Linked DNA regions of Mus musculus: all the other regions are linked to region 1. Evidence: chromatin contacts called from public Hi-C and HiChIP or PLAC-seq data. All regions are on one chromosome and are shown on one strand. The core of a region is the stretch at or near the end of the contact, and the rest is flanking DNA. Distances in the headings are between cores, read along the strand shown. Region 1 holds the start of Eif2ak2 (eukaryotic translation initiation factor 2-alpha kinase 2). Region 2 has its middle 46 kb from the start of Rmdn2. Region 3 has its middle 71 kb from the start of Atl2.

Evidence for each region. Hi-C and Micro-C count contacts between places; a contact is called where the count stands out from the background. HiChIP or PLAC-seq counts read pairs in DNA pulled down with a chosen protein or histone mark.
Region 2: a Hi-C map of bone marrow-derived macrophages shows a contact between it and region 1, with 20 read pairs. The contact joins the enhancer-like site here to the promoter of Eif2ak2 in region 1. A contact is called at or near these places in 15 of 39 promoter capture datasets (the 3T3-L1 cell line, 3T3-L1-derived adipocytes, the C10 cell line and 11 more), 1 of 15 datasets of contacts at CTCF or cohesin (pro-B cells), 33 of 484 Hi-C or Micro-C datasets (B cells, CD4 T cells, CD8 T cells and 23 more), 12 of 115 datasets of contacts at active chromatin or transcription factors (CD8 T cells, acute myeloid leukemia, bone marrow-derived dendritic cells and 7 more) and 3 of 9 other capture datasets (adipose tissue, embryonic stem cells and macrophages).
Region 3: an H3K27ac HiChIP or PLAC-seq map of stem cell-derived neural progenitor cells shows a contact between it and region 1, with 3 times the contacts expected there. The contact joins the enhancer-like site here to the promoter of Eif2ak2 in region 1. A contact is called at or near these places in 3 of 39 promoter capture datasets (the HPC-7 cell line, embryonic stem cells and hippocampal neurons), 2 of 484 Hi-C or Micro-C datasets (bone marrow-derived macrophages and embryonic fibroblasts), 5 of 115 datasets of contacts at active chromatin or transcription factors (bone marrow-derived dendritic cells, bone marrow-derived macrophages, embryonic stem cells and 2 more) and 1 of 9 other capture datasets (embryonic stem cells).

The regions. Positions count from the first base shown.
Region 1 is chr17:78,880,791-78,884,404 of GRCm38.p6, forward strand. Eif2ak2 (eukaryotic translation initiation factor 2-alpha kinase 2) reads right to left here and starts at 1,782. Exons shown (of 16, transcript NM_011163.4): 1 at 1,610-1,782. Gm26637 reads left to right here and starts at 1,094. Exons shown (of 2, transcript XR_876974.2): 1 at 1,094-1,291.
Region 2 is chr17:79,567,255-79,570,575 of GRCm38.p6, forward strand. No RefSeq gene overlaps it. Among named protein-coding and RNA genes, the nearest start is that of Rmdn2, 46 kb to the right of the region's middle. Within about 2 kb of position 1,372, at least 3 of the 459 cell types and tissues checked have an H3K27ac peak or open chromatin away from gene starts, as enhancers often do. A contact at or near this core is called in bone marrow-derived macrophages, where this site is marked.
Region 3 is chr17:79,823,809-79,827,270 of GRCm38.p6, forward strand. No RefSeq gene overlaps it. Among named protein-coding and RNA genes, the nearest start is that of Atl2, 71 kb to the right of the region's middle. Within about 2 kb of position 1,598, at least 74 of the 459 cell types and tissues checked have an H3K27ac peak or open chromatin away from gene starts, as enhancers often do. A contact at or near this core is called in the HPC-7 cell line, embryonic fibroblasts and stem cell-derived neural progenitor cells, where this site is marked.

The DNA of each region.
Region 1 (3,614 bases), core at 532-3,031:
TGCATTCCTATGCACACACTCATACACAGATACATAATTAAAAATAAAAAGTAAATAAATTATTTTTTAGAAAGATTTATTTACTTTTTATGAATGTGAGTACAGTGTCTGTTACTCTCTTCAGACACACCACAAGAGGGCATCCGTCCCATTACAGATGGTTGGGACCCACCATGTGGTTGCTGGGAACTGGACTCAGATCTTCTGGAAGAGTGGTCAGCGCTCTTAACCGCTGAGCCATCTCTTCAGCCCCCAATAAATTCTTTTTAAAAATCAATATAACAGTTGTAACTGAAAAAGGAATGAAGGTACCAGAACTATAATAAGGGCTTGGTACAAATGAATGAATAAGTCCACTGGGGAATGAATGGCTAGGTACGGTCCAATCCATGCTCCCAGGAGTTGGAACCCTTTGTCTAGGGAGCAATTTTATTCACCTCTCAGGATGGGCTGGCCTTCTGTGATGCTGCAGGGGCAACTAGAATCACTCCACCTCACCACTGTATTGACAGGTGGGATTCCTATAAAGGAATCAGGATGCTTACCAGGAAGCTGCTCTCAGCTCTCAGTCGCTCACCCAAAGAGCAGCCCATCACATGCACCAACAAATGCCACCTGCTTGTCTCACCTATATCCTGAAGACCCTGATCTTTCTCCTTCCTGAAGACTGTAGGACCCCAGAAGGCTGAGCCCCTCCAGTCGCTGCTTCCCATACAACATGCATTCAGCTAGTATATGATATATAAAGGAGCAAGCTGCACACAGTGTTTGGGTCCCTCCAGGGCCGCAGGGCAAGCTGAAAAACAAGCACACACTCTGCCCTGAGAGTGTCTTTAACTCCAGGGGGCAAGGCACGGTTAGTACTAAAGGTGCAACAGGGAATCCCGTTTCTCTAGAATTCAAGGTTATTTATGAATTACCATCCACTTAACATACATGGAACGAGCACCTGTCAGGGATCAGGTGCTAGGCTTATACAAGCCAATGAAAACTGCTCTTGGGATCTTACTGGTAGAAGGAAAAAGACTAATTCTAGTACTAAGTACTAGTTGGAAGATTGAGAAAAATATGGGGCAGGGGACGGGGGGCGCTGGCTATGAGGGCAGAGTGGAGTTTCTAGCTTAGGGAAGGTAATTCATATCATTGGCTCTGTGAAAAGGACTGGATAGACAGATCTGCCCAGGAAGTCACTTGGGGGTGGGGTGAGGTGGAAAGGGCTTTCCAGGAAGTAGAAACAGGCAGCATGAAGGCAGGAGTTGGAGGGTATTTGGCTGTGGCCCAGAACCACCAAGTAAGTCTGAAAGTGGTGGGCACTGGGCGGGGGAGTTGGGAGAAGAAGGGGGAAGGGGAGGGGGAGGCGCGGGGGGGGGGGTTGCCTGACCATAGCGGCTGGTGGAGGATGGAGCAGGACCCGCTTGTCACAAAGGACAGCTAATTGGAATGCCATGACTGTGCAGCACAAAGTCTTGGCGCAGAATTCAGTCTCTGGGTCATTCAGGCTTCTAGAGTTCCCTCCAGAGTTTTAAGTCATTGGGCTTGTCATTTTCCTTCTGGGTCCCTTTTCCTGCAACCGCTATCCAGGAGTGGGAAAATAGCCCTCAGGTCTTACCAAAGTTTCTGGATCCGGACAGTGGCTCGCTCCCTGGAGCAGGATTCGAATTGTACTTCAGGTGCAGGCTCTGAAATCTATTCGCCCTCCGTTCCCTGCCGCTGCTGCTGCCCATGGAAGTCCGGGCCTGGCCGGTTCTCTTCTGTTTCGTTTTCCCGGCGGACTCCGCCTTCCCACACTGCTCTGGGCCCCTCCCGCACCGGCTCGCACCCGCGAGAAGTCAGGTAGGCGTGTCGCCTCTGTACCCCAGCGCGGGAGCCAAGGTCCGGGCCCGCCTCCCCTCTCCTGTGCAACTGCAGTAACTGCCAGCTTCTCCAGGTTTCGGACACTTCCTGGCTTCCATTCTGGGAAAGCTCTGCAGGAAGAAGAAGGAGAAACCCAAGCCTCCTGCTCCTGGATCAATGATCACAATCTACTTTTCAAAACAAACTTTGAGGAAGCAACTGGGCACATGGATGCTACCGAATTCCGATGTGCAGTGGGAGATACTGAGTAACTCGCCTCTCAGAGGGTCCAGCCAAGCTATGTCTGTGACAATTGAAGTCCAGGTTTGTAAACGTTAGTCTCCTTCCCCTTTCACACTGCCATGCCAAGGAGGACATAGCCATCTTGACAACATTGGCCAGAGGGTTGAAGAATTCTCTCTTAAATCTATTTGTCCAGCCCTCAGCAGTTACCTGCTAGCCCCTTGTTGCATATCACTCACCAGGCCAGGCCCCTGTTAAGATCCACCTGCTCCCAGAAAGGCCACAAGGAATGTTTTATCACAAGGCCAACACCAGCAGTCCCTGCTTAATAAGGAACCTTGCCTGAGCTGGAGAGATGGCTCAGCAGGTAAAAGCACTGACTGCTCTTCCAGAGGTCCTGAGTTCAATTCCCAGCAACCACATGGTGGCTCACAACCATCTGTAATGGGATCCGATGCCCTCTTCTGGTGTGTCTGAAGACAGCTATAGTGAACTCGTATACGGGTTAAAACAAAATTAAAAAAAAAAAAAGAAAAGAAAAGCAATCCTACCTTCCTGTAAGACTGTAACACACTCCCATAATGGAACTTGCTGGCCCAGGACTTGAGGGTTTAGCTTGTGGCACACTGCCCAGTGACACATCTTCATGCCTGCACTCTGAGCTGAGCACCATCCCTATGAGGAGAACTCAGGAGCTAGAATTAGAACCGGGAAATTGTACTCCCAACATGGCAACTGGTGAGAGATGGAAAAGTCCCAAGACAGAGCCCCCAATTTCACAGTCAACATTGCTGTGCCCACTCCTTTCTTCTTCCTTTCCTGTAAGGTAGGAGAACAACAGCCTAACTTTTCTTGTAGCGTGGATCCTGGGTGTAATTTGAGGTCTCTAATGTGAAAAGCCCGTGACCAGATCAGCCTCGATAAACTCCCGCTCCCTACTATAGCACCTTAAATGAACACCCGACTACCTAGGGAGAAGCTGACAGCGAGATCTCTGCAGACATTTCTCTACTGAACATTCACAATGGATGCCATTCTGCTCACTCTACCTATTCCATTCTAGGTGGTTTACTCTTGGCATTTCCAAAGACCCATGATCACCATAATTTCTTCGGGGTCTTGGAACATCTAGCTGAAGTGTTAGCCACTGAAAGGGGTGCCTCTGGATCTTTCTGGAGGCGAATGGTTAGGGAGCAAGTGTGCAAGTGATGTACACCCAATCTTATCAACTCCCAATATTCTCCACGAGTTGGTGAGTGTTTTGTTTTGAGATTGGCATGTAGTATAGACTGGCTTCAAATTTGTCGTGAAGCTAAAAGTGACCGTGAACTTCCAGTTTTCCTGTGTTCACCTCCAAGATCCATACCACAATGCCTAGTCACTGTAGTGTTGGGGAAGAGACCATGGGAAGCAGACACTACCAGCTGAGCAAGCCAGCAGGTGTGTTCCTGTTGCTTTGCTTGATGGTTGGAGTCAAGGTCTGATTGAAGCCCTAAGTGATCTAGAACTTTTAAAGCTCGGCTGACTTCACACTTGTA
Region 2 (3,321 bases), core at 122-2,621, 690 kb after region 1:
ACCAAGTCACACCACACAACAAACCTCACAGACGAGATTTATTGGGAAAGACACGAGGTGGCTACCTCTGCTGGGCTGTGGGCAGATAGATGCAGCAGGGAATGGGGCAGGAGTCAGGTTTATATAGGGCTTGACGGGGAGGAGTTCCCCGGGGTAGAGATTTGCAGAGTGAGAACTAGTGAGGTTTCAAGTCCTGTACTCGGAGCAAGACCAGGGATTGGTGGGATTTCACAATGAGGGGAATTAGCGCGTTTTTGTGCTCTGAGATTGGTTGGTTTTCGTGCTCATGGATTAGAGGACTTTTATGCTGAGGGATTGGTGGAGTTCTGTTAAGAATTTTCAAGAGGAAATGGGTTAAGACCTTATACCCTACAATTATATCTGGTTCTGGTTCTGGTCTGCGATGCACTTTCCATCCAGCTGTACGGTGAGTGGGTCCACCATAATTCTCTGCCATGATGGACTGAAATCATGCGCTGAAATAAGTCTTTCCTTCCTTAAGTTGCTTCTGTCAGACATTTTGTCACAGTGACTAGAAAAGTAACCAATACAGGATCTGTTCCACCAATGACATATAATATTTTAAGCTACAATGTTACAATTAATTGATCCTTGCAATTGTCATGTAAATTGGTCAAGAGATAAGCAGTTCTGTCTACAGATGAGAGACCCCTGTCATGAAACACTGAGTGACTTACCCAAAGTTCAGGTCACGTATTTGTTTTGTTCTTATTTTACACACTGCATCCTTGTATGCCATCTGGAAGACTCCAGAGCCCATGGGTGAGTGCTTTCGTTTTATTTTCTGGTTTGTTCTTGACAACTAAATTCAGTTGTGATAATATCCATTTTTTTCCTAAAGTTATGGTACAGAAATAAATTGCTTGTGTTGGTAATGAAATTTTACTTTTACTCTTGATAATGAGAACTTGTACCCACTTCTCAACCTTCCCAATGTTGTGACCCTCTTCTATAGCTCCTCAGATTGTGGTGACACTCAACCAAAAAAAATTTTTTGTTGGTATTTCATAACTGTAATTTTGTTACTGTTATAAATCATAATGTACATTTTTTGGAGATAAAGGTTTGCCAAGGAGATTGCAACCCACAGATTGAGAGCCGCTGATCATACTATGGTTTCTCCTAGCATCTCAAATAAACTATGCATAACTCACATAAATGTCCAGCTCAATTATGTGCTTAATTTTAACCTCTCATTGGAATAAAAATATTTACTTTTATACCATTTGTGTGTGTGTGTGTGTGTGTGTTTTGTTCTGATGGTTTTTTTAATGGCTAAAAAAGAAGAGATTGGTATATACAGGGAAATGTTTGTATCTTTTGACAATCAGCAGTGCCATCTACTGTCAAGTACTAAAATTAGGAAGTAGCAACTTGTCATTGAATATCTGGGTTTAGGAAGGGAAAAGCAATTTCATGATCTGGGACTTATTAATAAATATAGATTCTTAGTCATGGTTTTATTTTGTATTATATCCTTAAGCAACCTGTATAGTCATATAGTCATATAGTCATTCGTAATTATGTAATGTTGCAGACCTCCACCTTTGGAAGCAGTATTAATTAAAATAAAAATAAACTCAGGGAACAGCTCAATAGCTACACATTTTCTCTTAGGCACAGCCTTCACATCTGTAAGACTTGAACAATTATACTTAGGAAGTGGTTTTGCTAACTAAACAATGGGTAAAATTTACTTCCAAAGCAAGCATAACAAAAACTTCTAGAGTAATATGGTGTCTGCTTGGGAGGATGGTAGATGCCAGACTATGCCAGGAGCCTTCTTCTCAGCCATCTGAGAGATGGATAGTCTCTAAGATGGCAGGTGCCAATGCCAGGATGATGTAGCTAAGCTAAGGCTGGGAGTAGGTCCAGTTATTCACCTGGTTCCACAGTTATTCTCATCTCATACGTTACATCACAAAACAGGACTCAGAATACCCACCTCATAAATCCCAGGGCATGCTCACCTCAGGTCCTCCAACGAAGACTTGCTTTTTACATGTTAGTATGAATTCTGACCTTTGTACTTGGATAAGTGAACCATATTGCAGATTTGGTCTAAGTTTGCTTACTTGTGTTATTAAAAGAATAAGTCCGGGAATCCTCTAAAATAGTTCATCAAGGCAGAGAAGAGAGGCAGGGGCCAGAGGCAGCTGGTGACATTGCATCTTCAGCCAGGAAACACAGACAGCTGGACATTGGTCCTCATGTCCTGTTCTCCGTCATATTCATTCAGAGCCAGGCCCATGGGAGGATGGTGCCCTCAGTTAGAGCCGGTCTTCCCACTTCAATTAACCTAGTCCAGAAGCTCCCTCGTAGGCACAGGCAGACTTTTAGTATCATGTGATTCTAAGTCCCATCAAATGGACAATGGAGATTTGTGATCACAGGGTAGACAGGTGTGAGACTTTCTTCATCATAAAGGGTCATGGCTGACACTTCTGTACCAACAGCAAACAGGCTTAAAGAAAGGAAGCACCAAATGTCTATTTAATAAAATATGGGGGGTGGAAGCTTTGATAATGAAACTCAAGGACTCAGGAAAAAATGTTTTTTCTTCCTCCTCCTCTTCCTCTTTCCCCACTTCCTCTTTCTCCTCCTACTCCTCCTGCTCCCCTCCCCCTCCTTTTCCTTCCCCCTCTTCTTCTCTGCTCCTCTTCCTTCTCCTCCTCCTTTTCTTCTTCTTCTTTGCTTCCTCCAGGTATTGGAGTCAGTTGTGTGTAAATCTGATTGGAGAACAGAATATAATCTGACACCAGTAGACTGATATCAAGTAGGCAGCCAGCAAAAAAGGTCTGTCCTGATCCTTCTTGGCCTAGCATGAAGCACCCTTTCCTCTTGGGTAATCAGAGTCTGCAAGGAAGAGGAGAAAGAAAATTACCTTTCCAGATGTTATGACTTGCTTTAGAGGACAACAACCCCAATTCCTGTGACTTGATTTAGGCGAGAGGATTTGGAGACAGTAGAGCAGGAGAGAGTCATAGAGACTGTCCCTCTAAGTCTAAGGCCTCCTAGTGTCCTTCAGTAGTTTATAATCCTCATCATGCCAAAACACCATAACGAGAGGCACTGCTTTCTCAGCCCTAACACTCCTACGTGCCAGGTAGAAAGTGTTCTAGGTATGAATGGTAAAACAAAGAAAAAGAGAGAAAAGCCCACCACTGTGGCTTTTGGAGTCAGTGAGGGTACCCAAGTGGTAGCAAGGAATCTACCAAATAAGCTAATAAGAACTGCCATAGAAAAACAGCAAAGCTTAGATACCAAGAAGGACAGGCTCAGAATAATCTCTGTGGACCA
Region 3 (3,462 bases), core at 348-2,847, 940 kb after region 1:
AACTCTTAGCACTTAGGTATAAGAGGCAAAATGATAACACTATTTAAGATTATCTAGAAGAACCTCAAGACAATAAAAGGTCCTTTTTTTGATAAAAGGTTCTTAAAGAGACACAAGTGCTAATCACTGGGGAAGGGGCTATGCTCAAATCAAGAGTTATTTTTTTAAAGGATTTATTTATTTTAATATTATGTGTTTGCTTGCATATGTGTATGTGCACCAATTACACGGCTTGCAAATGCAGTGGTCAGAAGAGGGCAGCAAAACTGGGGTTACAGTTGACTATGAATAGCCAGGTGAGTGCTGGGTAAGAGCAGCAAATGCTTTTAACAACTGAGATACATCTCTACCCCTGAGAATCTCATTTAACAATAGACCCGATGTGTGTGTGTGTGTGTGGGGTGGGGGGTGATCAGGAAAAACACGAGCCAGAAGATATTTACACTATATGTAAGACCTATAACCTGCTTATGGAAGTTACTTTTTGAAAAATCTCTTCTAAGTCCAACAAATAAGTTATGAAGTACAAAGCCAAACTATCCAAAAGAGAAATATGGAGGGAAGACACCTCAAAGGGCTCACAAAGCAGGAAACGTGAATTGTTGTCTATGCACAAGTAATATTCAGGCTAATTAGCAATCAGATACTAGTTAAGACACCAATGAATACCATTTTCACCCACTGGTTTGGCAAAAATCACAAAGTATGATATCATCAAGGGCTTGGCATGTTCGTGAGTGGACTGGAATTTTCAGACTGTGTTAGTGGGAGTTTAAATACAACCAGAAGAAGTGAGTTGAATATTCATATATTTGTTGCCTAGCAATCCTACCCTGGAGACACTCTTTTGTATGTGCACAAGATTTCTGTAAGTCTATTCTGCTAGGAGAAGCTCATGTTAAATTATTTTAATACCAAGGATTGGCAATAAATAAAGTTTAGAAGGCTGCTGTCTGGGAGGTGACTAAGGAGATTAAGCCATCAGCTGAAATGATCATGTTGGTGGTATGCTGGAGGGAAGGCTCACAGGGGCTACCATTGCTCCTGAACGCCATCACTTAACTGTGTGACTCTCACATTTTTACATATATCCAATATGACATGATAATTTAAATAAAGCAGGAGACCAAGTGGCCAGTGTCTTCAGAGAGCACAGAAATATTCCAATTACCCATCTATACTCTTTGCTAATTAAGTGGCTAAGGAAATTCAGACTGTAATTTCCTGGCAGAGCCAGATGACAAACCCAGATTTTCCAACATTGTTTCCGGATACCAAAACTCGAGGCTGTGCCCTTTGCCCAAGTACATAACAAAAAGAAGTTTCCATTCTTTCTCATCTTTGTGTCTCCAAGAGCTGGCATGGCACCTAACAGATTGCTAGACCCCCATTGAATATTATTGTGGCATTCCTGTTGGCTTGATCACAAGATCTCTCTGTGGCTTACAGAGAAAAAAAAAGTATTTCTGTTTCCTGGCTCAGTGTCCTCAAACAAAACAAAGCTTTCCCGGAGGCCAAGCAGAAACCACAAGCAGAGGTGTCATTAGTGAGCGCTGCCAGAAGTCACATGTGTGGGCATCCCAGAGGAGAGATCTGTGAGAAGAAGCAGTGGAAAGACCTGGGCACTGGACTACACTTGACAGCTGGTCCCAGCAGGCCAGCCTGGCGTGACTGGCTTCCCTGGTGCAGATGCAAGGAAGAGAGCCAACCCCTGTGAATGTGTCTTTGTTGCCTCCCAGCAAAGGAGTGTCCAGAATCGGTGGTTCAGCTGTGGAAAGAGCAGAGGATGCCGTTTCTCTGCATAATAGGCTTGCATGGCTCTCAATGTGATGCCAAGTCTCTGGCAACATCACAGCTTCACCTCAGTTGACAATGTCCTGAACCTGAGGTTTCCCAGGCATCTGTTGCTCAAACTGGAGGTTCTGTTGGATCCTGTGGGCACCAGCTGTGGTATGCGTCAGTTGGTTGGACCACATTGAGTGCCAGCTGTGGTACAAGGTTCCACCTCTCCTTTCACGGTGGGCAGGTGCCCGGTACACAGGGTTGTAGAAGACAGGGAGAAATCCTGAAGAGGGTGGGTTCGCGCAATCTGCCTCTTTCCTCCAGGCGTCAGACACCACTGACCACCAGGCCAGGAGGGGGGTAAAGTCTGGGACAAGAGGGATCCCAGACCAGTTGGGACTGGGATGGAGGTGGGGACCCTGGGAGTGGGATAGTGGGGGTGGGGCTGGAAGGAAGGGGAACCTCCTTCGAGAATCTTCGTTACGATGGCTTCTTTAAGTGAAGGCTTTCTCCGATGATCTTTAATGAAGCAGCTCTCAATAGCATGTAGAGGCATTCCAGTTGCTGGGTACGCTGCCTGTGACAACCTGGTTGAGGGTCTCTGGGGTACATACTCCAAGGCAGGCATAGAGACAGGGAGAGAATTAACCCACTCCTTCCGGTCTCAAGTTTGAGATATCCCAGGTTCGAGCATGCTCCATCTCACCAGTTCAGTGCCAATTCCTTGCGGTCCGTGAGCCCCACAAGCTAGGGCATCAGTGGTGGGAATCAGCGGCTGCCTCCCTGACATGTCCTTTCCCGAAGAGGCTCTGAATACTTAACCCTGGAGCTCTCATCCTCCAGGTTTGGGGTGTCACTTGTATTTTCTTTATTATCCCCAACTCGTAATTCATCAAATGGTCTACCTCCCTCAATAGCTGTTGCTCTGTTTTGTGTGACTACAAGGTAATGAGGGAAGAGTGGGTGGGCTGAAGCTGCAATAGCACATCTGCTGGCTGGGAGCCCCCTTGACCCTTGATGCCATTCATCGTGACCACCATCCTTGACTGCACACAGATCCTTCTGTCCTATGAAGAAGCATCGCTCTCCTGCAGGCTGTGTGGAGAGCCAGAAGCTTGCTTCTGCCAGGCTAGGCAGGCTCTGCATGGAAGTCCATGGATGGATAGAGCATTGCCCACCATCGTGGGAGCTTCACCATGGTTCCCTACAACCCTGAAAGACAAACAACACCTCTCACCGTCGCTCCCTCTGCTGGGCCATTGGAGCATAGACTAACAGGAGATCAGAAGCCATTGTTTCTTAGGTGTGTAAAGTCCCATACATAGGCTGTGCGTATCCTTGTGGGGAGTTTGTATGTTGATCTGGTTTTTTTTTTTTTCCAGTTTGTGGTTTTTATAATTTTTTATTCACTGCTTTTTTTATTTATTTACATCACAAATGTTGTCCCCCTTCCTGGTCTTCCCTCTGAAAATCCCCCATCCCATCCCCCTCTCCTTTGCCTCTGAGAGGGTGCGCCCTTACCCACCCACTCCCGCCTCACCCTTCTAGGATCCCCCTACCCTGGAGAAACATGCCTCCATGGGACCAAGGAACTCCCCTCTGATGTCAGATATGGCAGTCCTCTGCTACATATGTAGCTGGAACCACAGACTCATCCATGGATACTCTTTGGTTGGTGGT